Regions from separate parts of the Zea mays genome. Here region 1 is linked to region 2. A link is a contact called in public Hi-C data. All regions are on one chromosome and are shown on one strand. The core of a region is the stretch at or near the end of the contact, and the rest is flanking DNA. Distances in the headings are between cores, read along the strand shown. Region 1 holds the start of LOC100272361. Region 2 holds the start of LOC103637689 (serine/threonine-protein kinase BSK2).

Region 1 (6,312 bases), core at 3,688-6,187, 530 kb after region 2:
TCATTTTATTTTTCTTCTTGTCACCCTTCCTATGTGACTTGATGGAGGAAGAGGATTCCTCCTTGTATTTGTCGTCGGACTCTCTCGACGGAGTCCTTCCTGAGCCTATGTCCTTGTCGCCGGGGACAATCTCCCTCTTGGCGTGATCTCTAGACATCACTTCGAATTTGTAGACTCTTAATGAAGCAATGGCTCTGATATCAATTGAAAGTCGTTGAGGGGGTGAATAGGCGAAACATGAAATTTACAAACTTATAACAAGCACTAAGCCTGGGTTAGCGTTAGAGTTAAATCGGAGTACAGAAGAATGTTTCTATTACTATGAGTTGCTCAAATTGATGCGGATAACTTTGGGAGCAAACTCAATTTAATATTAGCAAGGGAACTTTTAGAGAGAGGAAAGAGGGGAAAACAAATCAAGTGAAGATCACACAAATGAACATGGTGATTTGTTTACCGAGGTTTGTTTCTAGAGAACCTAGTCCCCGTTGAGGAGGCCACAAAGGCCGGGTCTATTCCAACCCTTTCCCTCTCTCAATCGGTCACACAGACCGGTCGAGGCTTCTCCTTAATCACTTGGGTCAATAAGACATCGCAAGGATCACCACACACTTAGGTTTCTCTTGCTAGCTTTACAAAGCACTTAGAGAATTAAGAATGAGAAGGAGAAAACAATCCAAGCAACAAGAGCAACAAAAGAACACAAAACACCCTCTCCCAAGTCATTAAGGAATTGAGTTGATTTGGAGGCTTGGAGAGCATTTGCTATATTGAATGTGTCTTGGAGTATAGTCTTTTGCTCTTGCAATGAATGTGAAGTTCAGAAAACTTGGATGACTTGAATGGAGGTGGTTGGGGGGTATTTATAGCCCCCAACCACTATTCTAGCCGTTGCTGGCGATGGAGCACCGAACATGGCACTGTTCACTGTCCGGTGCGTTCCACGTCAGCACACCATTGGGGTTTATAGTGGGTGACCATTGGAGTCCTTTGTCCTGTAGCTGCACCGGATAGTCTGGTGGCACACCGGACATATCTGGTGCATTCTGACTTCGCAGCCTAACATCTGACTTCTGTACTGTGTGCTTTTACTATACACGCAGTCGACCGTTGAGCGCCAGGTTACCGTTGCTCCTTTGGCTCACCGGACATGTCTGATGCACACCGGACAGTCCGGTAAATCATAGTGGAGCGTCCCATGGAAAAACCCGAGAGTGAGCAGTTTGCTGGGTGCTCTGCCTGGGGCATCGGACACTGTCCGGTGCGCCACAGGCAACACCATTTCATGTCTTTGCTCCATACTTTTTGAGTCCCCAACTTAATTTCTTTCTTGGTTTATGTTGAACCTTATGCACCTGAGATACATGACATCTAGACAAACTTAGTTAGTCCACGTGGTTTGTGATGGACGTCAAACACCAAAATCGAGTATAGGAAATGTTTTAACCCCTTTTCCCTTTCACTTGCTTATCTATAGCCCGAGGGGAGACTGACATTCCTTCTAAGACCGTGGTTCCTTCCGGGAGTTCCCAAGCCTTCTTTTCTGCTTTGATAGAGACCGGGTGGCCTTCAAGAATCTGGGGATCTTCAGCTCTCATGGGTTGGACTGGGTTGGATGAAGCGGGTTCTTGGATTCGTAGAGCTATACGTTGGTTGTGGGTTACCAAGTAGGCCTACATCAACTTCTGGATGTGCTCGTACTTGGCTTGCTTTAGGGCTTCAACAACAACGGCTTCACAACTTTCCAAGGCAGCTACATGAGCCTGAGTTGTGGTGAGATCCACATGGAGCTGACGCTTGCGCTTCTCTACATCTTCTGCTCGGGCAATCATCTGACGGTGGTGCCGAGCCGAGAGATCATACTGTGCATCCAGGGTAAGCAGGTATTCAGTGAGGTACACGACTGTGGGGTCGTCCTCAAGCAGTTGTTGTCCTTCCAATGCATGCATCCTGGCCATCCAAACAGGACAGTCTCTCTGAAAGGGTGGAAAGAAACTAAGCGGGTATTAGTTACATTAATGTTTAGTACTTCGCCAAGGTAATACATCAATCATTTCATTTATTCTAGCTAAGCCTAGGGGCTTTGGCATCTCAGGTATAATTATATTCAAGGACACACGAGTAGGTTTTAGAATTAAGCCCCACTAGTGGGCCAGAAAATCTCGCTTAGGGGCAACCATCGTTGCAACGGATATGATAAAGTTTTCACCCGTGTTCGTGTGTAATTCAAAGGTGCCAAACCACTCATATACAAGTGATCTCTCATTTTTGTCTTGGACAATTACTCTTTATGACCCCCCTGAGGATGTCTAATACCCTAAGAGTTGTTTTCGTATATCAATTACTTGGTTTTAGGCTCAAGGGGTGCGAGACATATGTCCTTGGTGGATGCATTCAATTTTTTGAATAAGGATCTATTAAAGTCAAAAGATTACATGAAAGGCCCTCAAACTCTTTATGTTAAACAACACGAGGCTTGGGGCTACACCTAATGGATGTGCTTTATAAGAAAGGGCACACCATTTGAAAAAAGTTTGAAAAGCACTTTATGACTTCTATCAAAACAATACTCAGATGTTGCTTGCAAGAAGATTTTAAAGTTCAACCATAAAGATATCAGAGGCTTGGAAAACTAAGATCATGGTTTTCCATAGGGCCGACTAGCCTGCAAGAAGATGAGTCAACCATGGACTACTAGAAAGGCATGGGACAAGCCGACGTGGCTTCCAGTGAGAAAATCGACCTAGTCGACTAAAGGAAGGACAATCTTTATAATAGTATTAGAACTCTTCTGTCTTAGTTGACTAGGACTATAACCGTGTGTCTACCCTAGGTAGAGGTACACCTATTTAATATAACATAAACAATAATTCAACGAAAGACTATCCAACACACAAGACATATGATATTACACTATTTAGTGGTCTAAATCTGTCTAAATTGTCGTTTCATGTTAACCATTGAATTTTGTTTTTCGTCGACACCCACCAAATCTTACCTTGAGTGACCTCATAGTAAGATTGTTGCTCATCAGACATCGACAATAGCTAGCCATTACAATCAGATCATGGCGCGACGTCCATTGTACTCTAGATACACCAGTGCCTTATGGTAGTTTGTTCTCTATAGCATGAGCTACAACCTCCCTAGTAGAATGAACCAGAGCACTTGTCCGGTGAACGCTTTAGCTTCTGGTCCAATGTACACATTGCAATTTGGTGTACCCCAACTCGCTACATTGGACACTTTCGATATCAATGTTGTCGCTATCCCTGAGATACGACACATGTCCTATTTGGTGCCTCTCTTTGGCACATACTAGACACTTGTGGTGCTATATGTCCAAAGGAGTCCTGAACCGAGCAGAGTACGTGGCATGGTTTTGATTGTGTCTTAATTGAGCATTGTAATAGGATGCTAATCAGGTGGTTTATATGTTAGCTTGGCTAGCTTTCCAAGAAAGAAAAGATTATATTTAGATCGATGAACTCCCTAACTTTATTTTACATTATCTAGTAAACAATGTAAGTATTTTCTTAAATTAATAAAGTGCAACAGTTAACTTCCTAAAAAGAACAATTGACACAAAAGAGTTTCGTTTTGGACGTCTAAGTCAAACAATCATAACTTTGGCTACCAATCTTCAAGCCACCTCCAACGTCTATCCCCACCTCTGCCCCGCCCCACATCCCATGCCATTTGGGGGGATTTGCCCTCCAATGGCTCTCTCAATATGTTAACTAGGTCTTTCCTTTGCGATTCTATTCTTGTTTAAGCTTTGTAACATAATAACAATTTGTATTATGATAGTATAAATGCTCTATGATTTTTAAAATTTCAAAAATTGATGATTTTTTTAAATAACTGAGTTATAATGTATATAGGGAGTTGAATAGGGAATGATTAGATACTGCCTTGTATGCGAGGGAGTATCATTTAGGGAACGATTGAAGATGATAATGATTAAATATGGTCTAAAAGGTTCATGTATTTTCACAAAATAAATCTAAAAATAAAATTCACAACATAGATATAAACCATATATATATTATGAAACTGTTTTTCTTAATAAATCTAAAAACATAAATATCATATTATTAATCTCTACAGCTTTTTAAAGTTAACAGTAAAAGATAAACATATTTAACTTAGAATACAACTAAGGCCCTATTTGTTTCGTTGGAATTGAATTCCATTCTAATAATTATAATTTAGACAAAACTAATTAAGTTCATATATTTATATATGTAATTTATTTGTATTTATCTTAAATCATATGAGAAAGATAATTATATACTATATTTATATTATAGAACATTTATATTATAGCGAAGCAAGTATAAGAATGTGTTATAAGTTGTACATTAGAAAAATGACATGAAAATCTATAGAATCAATTTCCATCTCTCACCCCATGAATTTGAGATAGAATTATATGATAATTTTGGAAAGTGGTGGAATATCACGTTTAAAAAAATAGCCTATTTCATTAGTAAGATTTTAATTTCTCAAAATGAAAGAAAAAACGGGACCTAATAGAAAAAGGGGAAGTATACATTAAAGTCAAATCTTGCTTAAGAAATGTCCAAGAAATTATTTTCTTGGCGTATTGTTCGAATATATACGGCGGTTAATACCACTGTGTTCGTTTTACTTTAAAACATGACATTATTTAATGATAAAAAAGGGGGGAAAAGAGAAGAAAACAACGCAAGCTCACTCGCGCTGAAGCCAATTAGGCAAACACGGAAGCCAATTGTCCTGAATGATCCCTCTCCCTACGTGGTAGTAGGGGCTGAAGCCACGAAGACAGAAGGTAAAAGTGAGATCGGAAGCAAGCAACAGCTTGGAAAACGGGCAGAAAAATAAAACGGAAAAGGAGCCAACCAAACCGATCGGTCGACCGATCAATCTCAATCGAAGCACCAGGAAAACTCGCGCAACACAAATCTCAACAATTATCCGGCTGGTGCGCCGGCGAGCACCGTCCTCCGGCGACCGGCTGGGCAGCAGCAGCAAAGGGGGATCTTGTCACGCTTCGAGATCGGTCGCCGCGCTGGGGGCGACTCACTCGCGCCACTCTTCCCCTTCCCTGCGCTGGTGGCGGAACCCTAATGCCGGCCCGAGTCTAGCCGCCATGGACTTTGCCAGCCGCCACGCCGCAGCGGAGGCGGCCACATCGGCATCCGCCGCTGCCCCCGCGGGCGTCGCCGAGGAGCCCGAGTACCTCGCCCGGTACCTCGTCGTCAAGCACTCTTGGAGGGGAAGGTACCGCCGGGTCCTTTGCATCGCCTCTTCCGGCGTCGTCACGCTCGACCCCACCACGCTCAACCTCACCAACTCCTACGATGCCCGCTCCGAGTTCGACCACGCTGAGGCTCTCACCGCCACCGACGAGTTCACGCTCGCAGTCCGCACCGATGCCCGCAGCAAGTTCAAGCCCATGCGCTTCTCGTCGCCGCTCCGCCCGGGGATCCTCACCGAACTCCACCGCCTCCGCCCGGTCCAGGCCTCCTTCGACTTCCCCGTTCTCCACCTCCGCCGACGCACCCACGAATGGTCCTCCTTCGTAAGCACACCCCCTTCCTGAATACCCGCTTCTATCAACTTCACATCCCGCTACTATCTACCGTGTTGTGCTGCCGTGAACAAAAAAAAAAAAAATAGAAATACAAGGCTGTGTTTCTTTTCTTTTTTGAAATAAACAAAGGCTTAGTTTCTGTAAGCAATTGTGCTGTACAACTCTATTCTGATCAATTGATGCTTCCATGCCCAATCTCATCTAGTACTACCCTACTTCATGATTCAACTTGTTGCATCCTTAAGATAATTCACCAGATCTCATAGCACCAGGCTACAAGTTCAAGCAGAACTATTGAAGATAATTCACATATTCACACATTCATTCTTGTTCAGTTGTTTGCGATTTTTTAACTATATGAAAAATAGTGCCACAAAATGTGCTCAAAATAACGACATGCTATGAAATACTACTCCCTCCAGTCAGATCCATATGATGTTTCAGACAGCAAGTCTGGCTTGCTTTTAACTTTAGTTTGTTGTTCGAAATGTCATATATAAGTGACTGGATGTGGTAGATGATTGTAGTGTACCAGTTCTATGGTCATTATTTAGATACCTAGCTGATTGCGGAGACCATCTTTGATAACTTATTACTCACATAATGCTGTATTGAAAGAAATACTGTTGTATTATCATCACATGATGTCTAATACTTTGGTTCTTGTATCTGAACATTCTGTAGAAATTTAAGGTCACTCCTGTGGGTGTTGAGCTCCTTGAGGCTTCTGG
Region 2 (6,651 bases), core at 3,160-5,659:
TACTTGGAAGACATTGTTAAATTATGTTTTTGAGGACCTTCGGAGGACGAAGGCCCCCAACAGTCCACAATCACGGTGGATGGCGGGTTGATACTATGGAATCAGGGGGGTTTATTTGCAAGTTTTCTCGACCGAAGGGGTATCCATGATCCTCATCTGTTGGATCCCGCCTAACGGTTCAGATTAGATTGAGTTTAATGTGAAGCGGTACACGCCCATGATCCTTGGATTTAGAATCGACGGTCTAGATTTCATATAATTACAAACCCTTCGGATCCACCCGATCCAATCTCAACAGCTCTCACACACTCACCTGAAGCGTTATGCTTAATCTAATCTTGGATGTCCCTTTCTCATCCAACGGTCTATAGCGCCCTTCCCCCTCCGATGACTGCACACGACGGTGAATAGGCTCCAACGGCGGCGCCATGGCCGGAGGCCACCCCTCGCGCGCGCGAGCACTCTAATCGTCGGTCTACATGACTCAAAACAAAGTACCCAGCTCTCCGAACCACATGATCTCCACGCAGCAACCCGACGTCGTGTCTTAACCCTCCGGCCACCGCCCATTGCGCGCGCCACGGCGGTGCAAAAACCCAGTATGTCACCAGACAATCCCTTAATGCCTCAAATTATACGCGGCCGAGTGGAAATTGATGCAGTGCTAATGGTTATGAAAATTCTTACTTAGAATTGAGGGGTCCGAGGACAAGAACTGCCCCGACAGTGGAGCAGCGGCGACCCACCCAGTTCGGCGAGGAATTCACGATCCACCAGCGACTCCCACGCCGAGCCCGGGTTGACGGAACCTTCCACACACGTTGGCGAATCCCTCGGTCTATCTTCCGAGGATAGAACGATGGCGACAAGGGAAGTTCCCCGACGGCGACGCCTACCAATCTCCCTTCTTGTCCGCGACGAGGCGCCCACGGTGCTATCCAAGTGTCTAGAGGCTAGCGTACATGGACGAAGGGAGAGGGAAGAATCGTAGCCCCCAATCTCTTATAGGCTCAGGGGGAAAAGTCGTCTCGGCACATATGGGTTTTGCGCCGGTTGACTCGCCACCACCCGCGTGGAGTTCAGCCGAGTTGTTGAAGACGACTCACCCCGACATGCGAGCCCTAGACATCAGCGGCACAGACGAGTCTGTTGAGCTAGTGGTCCCACCTGACAGTGTAGCGCAACACATGAGATATGGTTGACCGGCGGGTCCCACATGTCGGCGCCATGGCCATGCTAGGCTGCGTGGGTCAAAGGGTTGATGGGCCAAAAGTGAGGTTGCGAGCCTAGGTTAAATCTTCTTTTTCTTTTTCTTTTCTGATTTCCTTTTCTCATTTTTGGGTTTCAAATTTTGAATTTGAATTTGGTTGTGAACTTGCACATATATCCAATATACAAATTCAAATCTGGTGATGAACAAAAATATATTTATTTATGTATGTATTTCCTTTATGTTATGTGGCATTTTCCTCTCTTTCTTTATTATTTCAAATTATAAATTGTAAACTAAGTCTTAATTCTCATATTGAACATTAATGTATTCCCATTGATTGATCACTATTTTTAGTAGATGCACACACAAATAACTTCAGCATGATGCATGATGTATTTTATACGTTATTAGCTAATTACTCACTTAAAATGAGGTTGTTCATATGTTACATTAAATAGAGGCAAAACATATAGAAAAATTATTTCCTTTAATATGGTTTACAAGTTTGGGTATTACAGTAAGCCAGCTGTCGTCCGGCATTGCAGACATCATACCGGGCTGCCCTCCCTCCCCACTCTCACCCAGCTCCTGCCCCAAAGTGTCCCTCTTGCCCGCCACTAAAGGCTGCATTGGCACCGACCTTAGCATGGTGGACATCAAGTTGATGAATGCGGCGCGACAGCCACGTGCCATGGGGCTCGATCGCAGTGTCGCCGCATTGTCCTTCACAAGTTGCGAGAGCGTCGTGTATATAGTCTGAAGGCAACACTATAGGTGACTAGATGGGCCCTACTATATGTGCCAGCATGAGGTGCAAATATTTTTACAAGGCACGACATAATAGTAATCGCGCTAGGCCAGCACGAGGGCCATCTTGGGTCGTGCTTGGACTTAGATACAAGCCCATTAGACGAGCACGATCTATTTATTGTCGACTCATTAGCATGATGCTAAGCACAGATAGTCTATTAAATCAAGCACGACCTAACATAACCTAGCCATATTTGTTCTAATCTAGCCCACCATATATATAAATATGACCATCTCGATCCCCAGTTATTTTCAAGCTCTGTTATAAGACATACATTGAGTCATCTGACACGGTAGCACGAGACGACACAATAGCTTAACATGCAGGGCCGACCCTCAAGGGGTGCGGAGTGTGCAGCCGCACCGGGCCCCTCAAAACAGAGGGCCCCTCTGGCCACTGGATGTTAGCACTTTTTCCTGGCTAAACATATCTACCCTAGACATAAATACGTAAGAGCGATGCGCTATCGATCAGTTTCGTTTAGATTGTTAAACTAATGTCTCAATTACTTATCTAATATTCACTTCGTTCTAAAATAGTATTTGTTTTAACTCTTGATTTTTATGTCTATATGCAACTAGATGAGGAATTCACTAGAGAAGCAAAATAAATTCTATTTTGATACAGAAAGGGATATTATTTACTATACACATGATGGTTGCATCGACAGAGAGAAGATTTTTAAAATTGAAATATTTTGAACTATTTAAGGTCAACAATGACTTAAGAGTGGTTAAATGGTTTGGCGATTATATGTATCTAAAAGAAGTTGTTGGATGGATTGATTTTAATGGTATAAGCGATGATTGGTATCACAAAATGTTAGAAGATATTTTTAATGACATCGAATAACAAGTATGTGTTTTTGGCTATATTTTATATTTATCATCTTATAAACTTGAAAATAGTGCATAATAATTTGTATACGTTAAATATTATATATATTGTATGTGGATGAGGCCTCTAATTCGGATTTCGTCTAAAAAGTCAGAAACGACCATGTTAACATGATTTGTTTAAAATAAGTTAAACTCAGATTTTAGTTTATGGACAAACACGACACGACCCGACCTGCTATATATTTATGTCGTGGCTCGACCTATTAAATTGGTACGGTGTATGAGTGGCTCGGCACGCCAAGTGCCCAAGTCGCCAACGGTGGGGCTGCGCGCCTGCGGAACAGAGAACAGCGCGGCGCTGCAGGAAGCCCACGTGTCGAGCCTGCGACAGCGACGTTGCGAGGTTGTGGTCCCTCGCATGGCATCGATGGCTGAGTCGTCAGTCACTCGTGGCTGGCTGGCGAACCCGGACGCAGGTAGTCATGGAGGCGATCACCATTCTAGCTTGATGCTGCTGCGCGCCTGCGCCCCTGCTACTGCCGGCTCGCTCGTGCGCTCCTTGTTGCAGGCCTTGCTTGTTTTGCTTGCTGCCAATACGTACTACTCCCCAGTAAAAAGAAGACAGCAGGCCCAGTCAGGATCGGGACTTGGGCAAGGCGTCAGGCTCTCCAGTCTCCACACCTCCACTTTTACGTTGGAATCAAATCTTTGGTTCAGTAATTGTAACATGATAGGTAAGAAAATATTAAATCATGTCTGAAACTTTAACTGTAATTATATACTACATTAAGGGGGTGTTTGGTTACACCCCGCTAAAATTTAGCCCTTGTCCCATCGAATGTTTGAACCTCCGTTCCGGGTATTAAATGTAGTCAGATTATAAAACTAATTTGTCAGCCGAAGATTAAAAGACGAGACGAATCTAGTCCAGTTGGTTGGTTCTATATTTCATACTCCTATTTAAAAGTCAAATGTTTGATGTGACCCGGGCTAAACTTTAGCAGGAGCAACCAAACACCCCTTAAAAATAAATATTAACCTATTCAAATTTATTATCGTTGTGAATCATTACCGTTGTAGTTTACGTTACCGTCCATGAACTAAACAACAACTTTTGAGTTTTGGTGGTGGCTTGAAGCAAGTGGTGGAGAAGATAAATTTTTAGTTGTCGTAGTACAAGAGTATTTTAAAAAAGCTGAATATATTTGTAGGACTGAAGTAAATACGAACAGGAATATATACAGCTTGTCAACCTTACTTTGACTGTTAAATTCGTACCAAACTCGTTGCATCTCAGAACAGGAGCCCAAGCTGCATGCCTGCATGGAATTGCCATGCGTCCCTTGGTCTCCTTTTTCCATTCTGTTCTGAAACACAAACACTACATACCCTCTCTGATTTTTCTTGGGAACTGTTTGGTTTCAATTCTAGGAAAAGACCACCTTAAATTATACGAAAAATATTTTTTTAGAAAAAAGTATTAGTACTAGCACGAGATTTTAGGGGTTTCGTATTTTATTTTTTTTAAAACAAAGAGAAAAAGACTGGAGGTGGGGATGCTCGGTGTTGACTGTTGCGGGCGCACCTACCGGATCCCCCACCCACCCGGCCACCCCTGCGTGCTGCCGCGCTTCTCTCGGAGCCTTGCCTCCTGCCTCGCACCTTCACGAGCTCACTCCTGCTGCTCCATTCCACAATCCACACTCCCCCGCGCTGGACTGGAGTCGAGTTGAGCGCACGCTCTCGCACTCCCATATTCCCACCGACCATATCGCTCTTGCTTCGCTAAGCATCCTAGATCTCCATTCGCGCCCATGGGGTGCTTCCAGTCCAAGGTGGCGGGGCCCCTGCCGCCCAACGACGCCGCCGCGCTCCCCGCCGACAAGCCTGCAGATCCCGGTAACCGTCACGCCCCCTCCCCCGCTGCCGCTTAAACCCTAACGCCCGGCCACCGAATCCATCTAACCGGCACGCGCTCGCGTCTGCTTTGCTGTGTCCAATCGAATGGCAGAGGCGGCGAACGGCGCCGCCGACGGGGGAGGCGACGGCGACGACAAGGAGGCCGTGAAGCGCGCGGTGCCGGTGTTCAGGGAGTTCGCGCTGGCCGAGCTGCGCGCCGCCACCAAGGGCTTCAGCGCCGACCTCATCGTCTCGGAGAGCGGCGAGAAGGCGCCCAACGCCGTCTACCGCGGCCGCCTCGATGGCGGACGGCTCATCGCCGTCAAACGCTTCTCGCGCCTCTCTTGGCCTGACCCGCAGCAGTTCCTCGTATGGATTTGTGTTGCTTCAATGCTCGCTACGTGTGATTTCCTCCCGGCACGGATCTCGCAATGTGATGCAGTGCTGCTGCTGCTGCTGCAGGCGGATGCGGTGGGCGTGGGGAAGGTGCGGCACAAGCGCCTCGTCAACCTCATTGGCTGCTGCGCCGAGGGTGACGAGAGGCTGCTCGTCGCTGAGTACATGCCCAACGACACCCTGTCGAAGCATCTCTTCCACTGTACGTGCTCGGTGCTCTCCGGGTCTCCCCCAGTCCTTCCCTATCCACCTGCCAGGACTACTCCAGCCTTTTTCTGTCGTCTATGGTGACGTACTCGATGATGATCCTCGTGGGCGGATCACACCAACCGTGAATCTCAATCTCCTCTGCATTAACACAATGACTTAATGCACTTTGTGTCCTTCACCATTGCTGCATTTGACCTATGCAGATCATGCAAAAGTCTGGTTCGCCCGGACTAGGTGCGTGCGTCCTGTCCACCTTGTCTCCCTTCATTGACTCTGTTGTGCACTGCCTTTTTGTTCAGGGGATAAACAGCCTTTACCATGGGAAATGAGGCTGAGGGTTGCATATTTTATTGCACAAGCTCTCGACCATTGCAATTTGGAGAACAGGAAAATCTATCATGATTTGAATGCTTATAGAGTACTTTTTGATGAGGTACACAACAAGTTTGTTGACAGCTTCTAGTTTTTACTGCACATATATATATTTTTTAAAATTCTGGCTCTTTCATTGTAACTACATTTTCTTCATCTGTGAAAACCATTTTTTAATCTTTAAAGTTTACTTTGGAAAATTTTACTGTCATCTGTAGTTGCCTATGTGGTTTTTTACCTGTTGTAATTGATTATTGTAGCTGCCTAAGGAATACATCGCCTGTTGTAACCGATTTCTATTCCCTATCAGGAAGGTGATCCCCGCCTGTCAAGTTTTGGATTAATGAAGAACAGCCGTGATGGAAAAAGCTATAGTACTAACCTGGCTTACACTCCACCAGAGTTTCTACGAACAGGTAGGATCCCCTTTGTGCTTAAGTGTTACTAATTTACTATTACATTCTTGATTTGCCAATACCCTTGTTTGCACCCTGGTGTAGATCATTTGAGCTAATTATAAGCCCAATCAGTAAAAGTTAGATTAAGTTAAAAGCTTTTGTGAGCTAGTATGCCTCTTGAGAGTACAATTGTAAAACTTCTTGTTTCCTGATTGTTGTTCAATACATACTTTTGGATCACGGTAAATTATTTTCAGGTTTATCATCTATTGTTTCGTTTAAGTTTACAATACACTATTCACACTATTACTGTTTACAATATGCTATTTTGGACTGCACTGAATAATTTGTGCTTGAATGACAGGCAGAGTAATTCCCGAGAGTGTGATATATAGCTATGGAACTGTCCTGTTGGATCTTTTGAGCGGAAAACACATTCCTCCTAGTCATGTATGCTTCATTTGCTTTTTCTCAAGAAGAATATATTTCTGGAATCTCTTAGCAATTCCCTGC

The links. Hi-C and Micro-C count contacts between places; a contact is called where the count stands out from the background.
Region 1: a Hi-C map of bundle sheath shows a contact between it and region 2, with 5 times the contacts expected there. The contact joins the promoter of LOC100272361 here to the promoter of LOC103637689 in region 2. A contact is called at or near these places in 2 of 25 Hi-C or Micro-C datasets (bundle sheath and leaf).

Annotation. Positions count from the first base shown.
Region 1 is chr1:99,723,250-99,729,561 of Zm-B73-REFERENCE-NAM-5.0, forward strand. LOC100272361 reads left to right here and starts at 4,938. Exons shown (of 22, transcript NM_001359605.1): 1 at 4,938-5,569; 2 at 6,266-6,312. The coding sequence starts at 5,138.
Region 2 is chr1:99,195,242-99,201,892 of Zm-B73-REFERENCE-NAM-5.0, forward strand. LOC103637689 (serine/threonine-protein kinase BSK2) reads left to right here and starts at 4,410. Exons shown (of 10, transcript XM_008660327.3): 1 at 4,410-4,762; 2 at 4,875-5,131; 3 at 5,225-5,360; 4 at 5,668-5,801; 5 at 6,051-6,156; 6 at 6,503-6,588. The coding sequence starts at 4,678. It overlaps LOC103637690 (a long non-coding RNA gene), which reads right to left and starts at 963. Exons shown (of 2, transcript XR_558272.1): 1 at 747-963.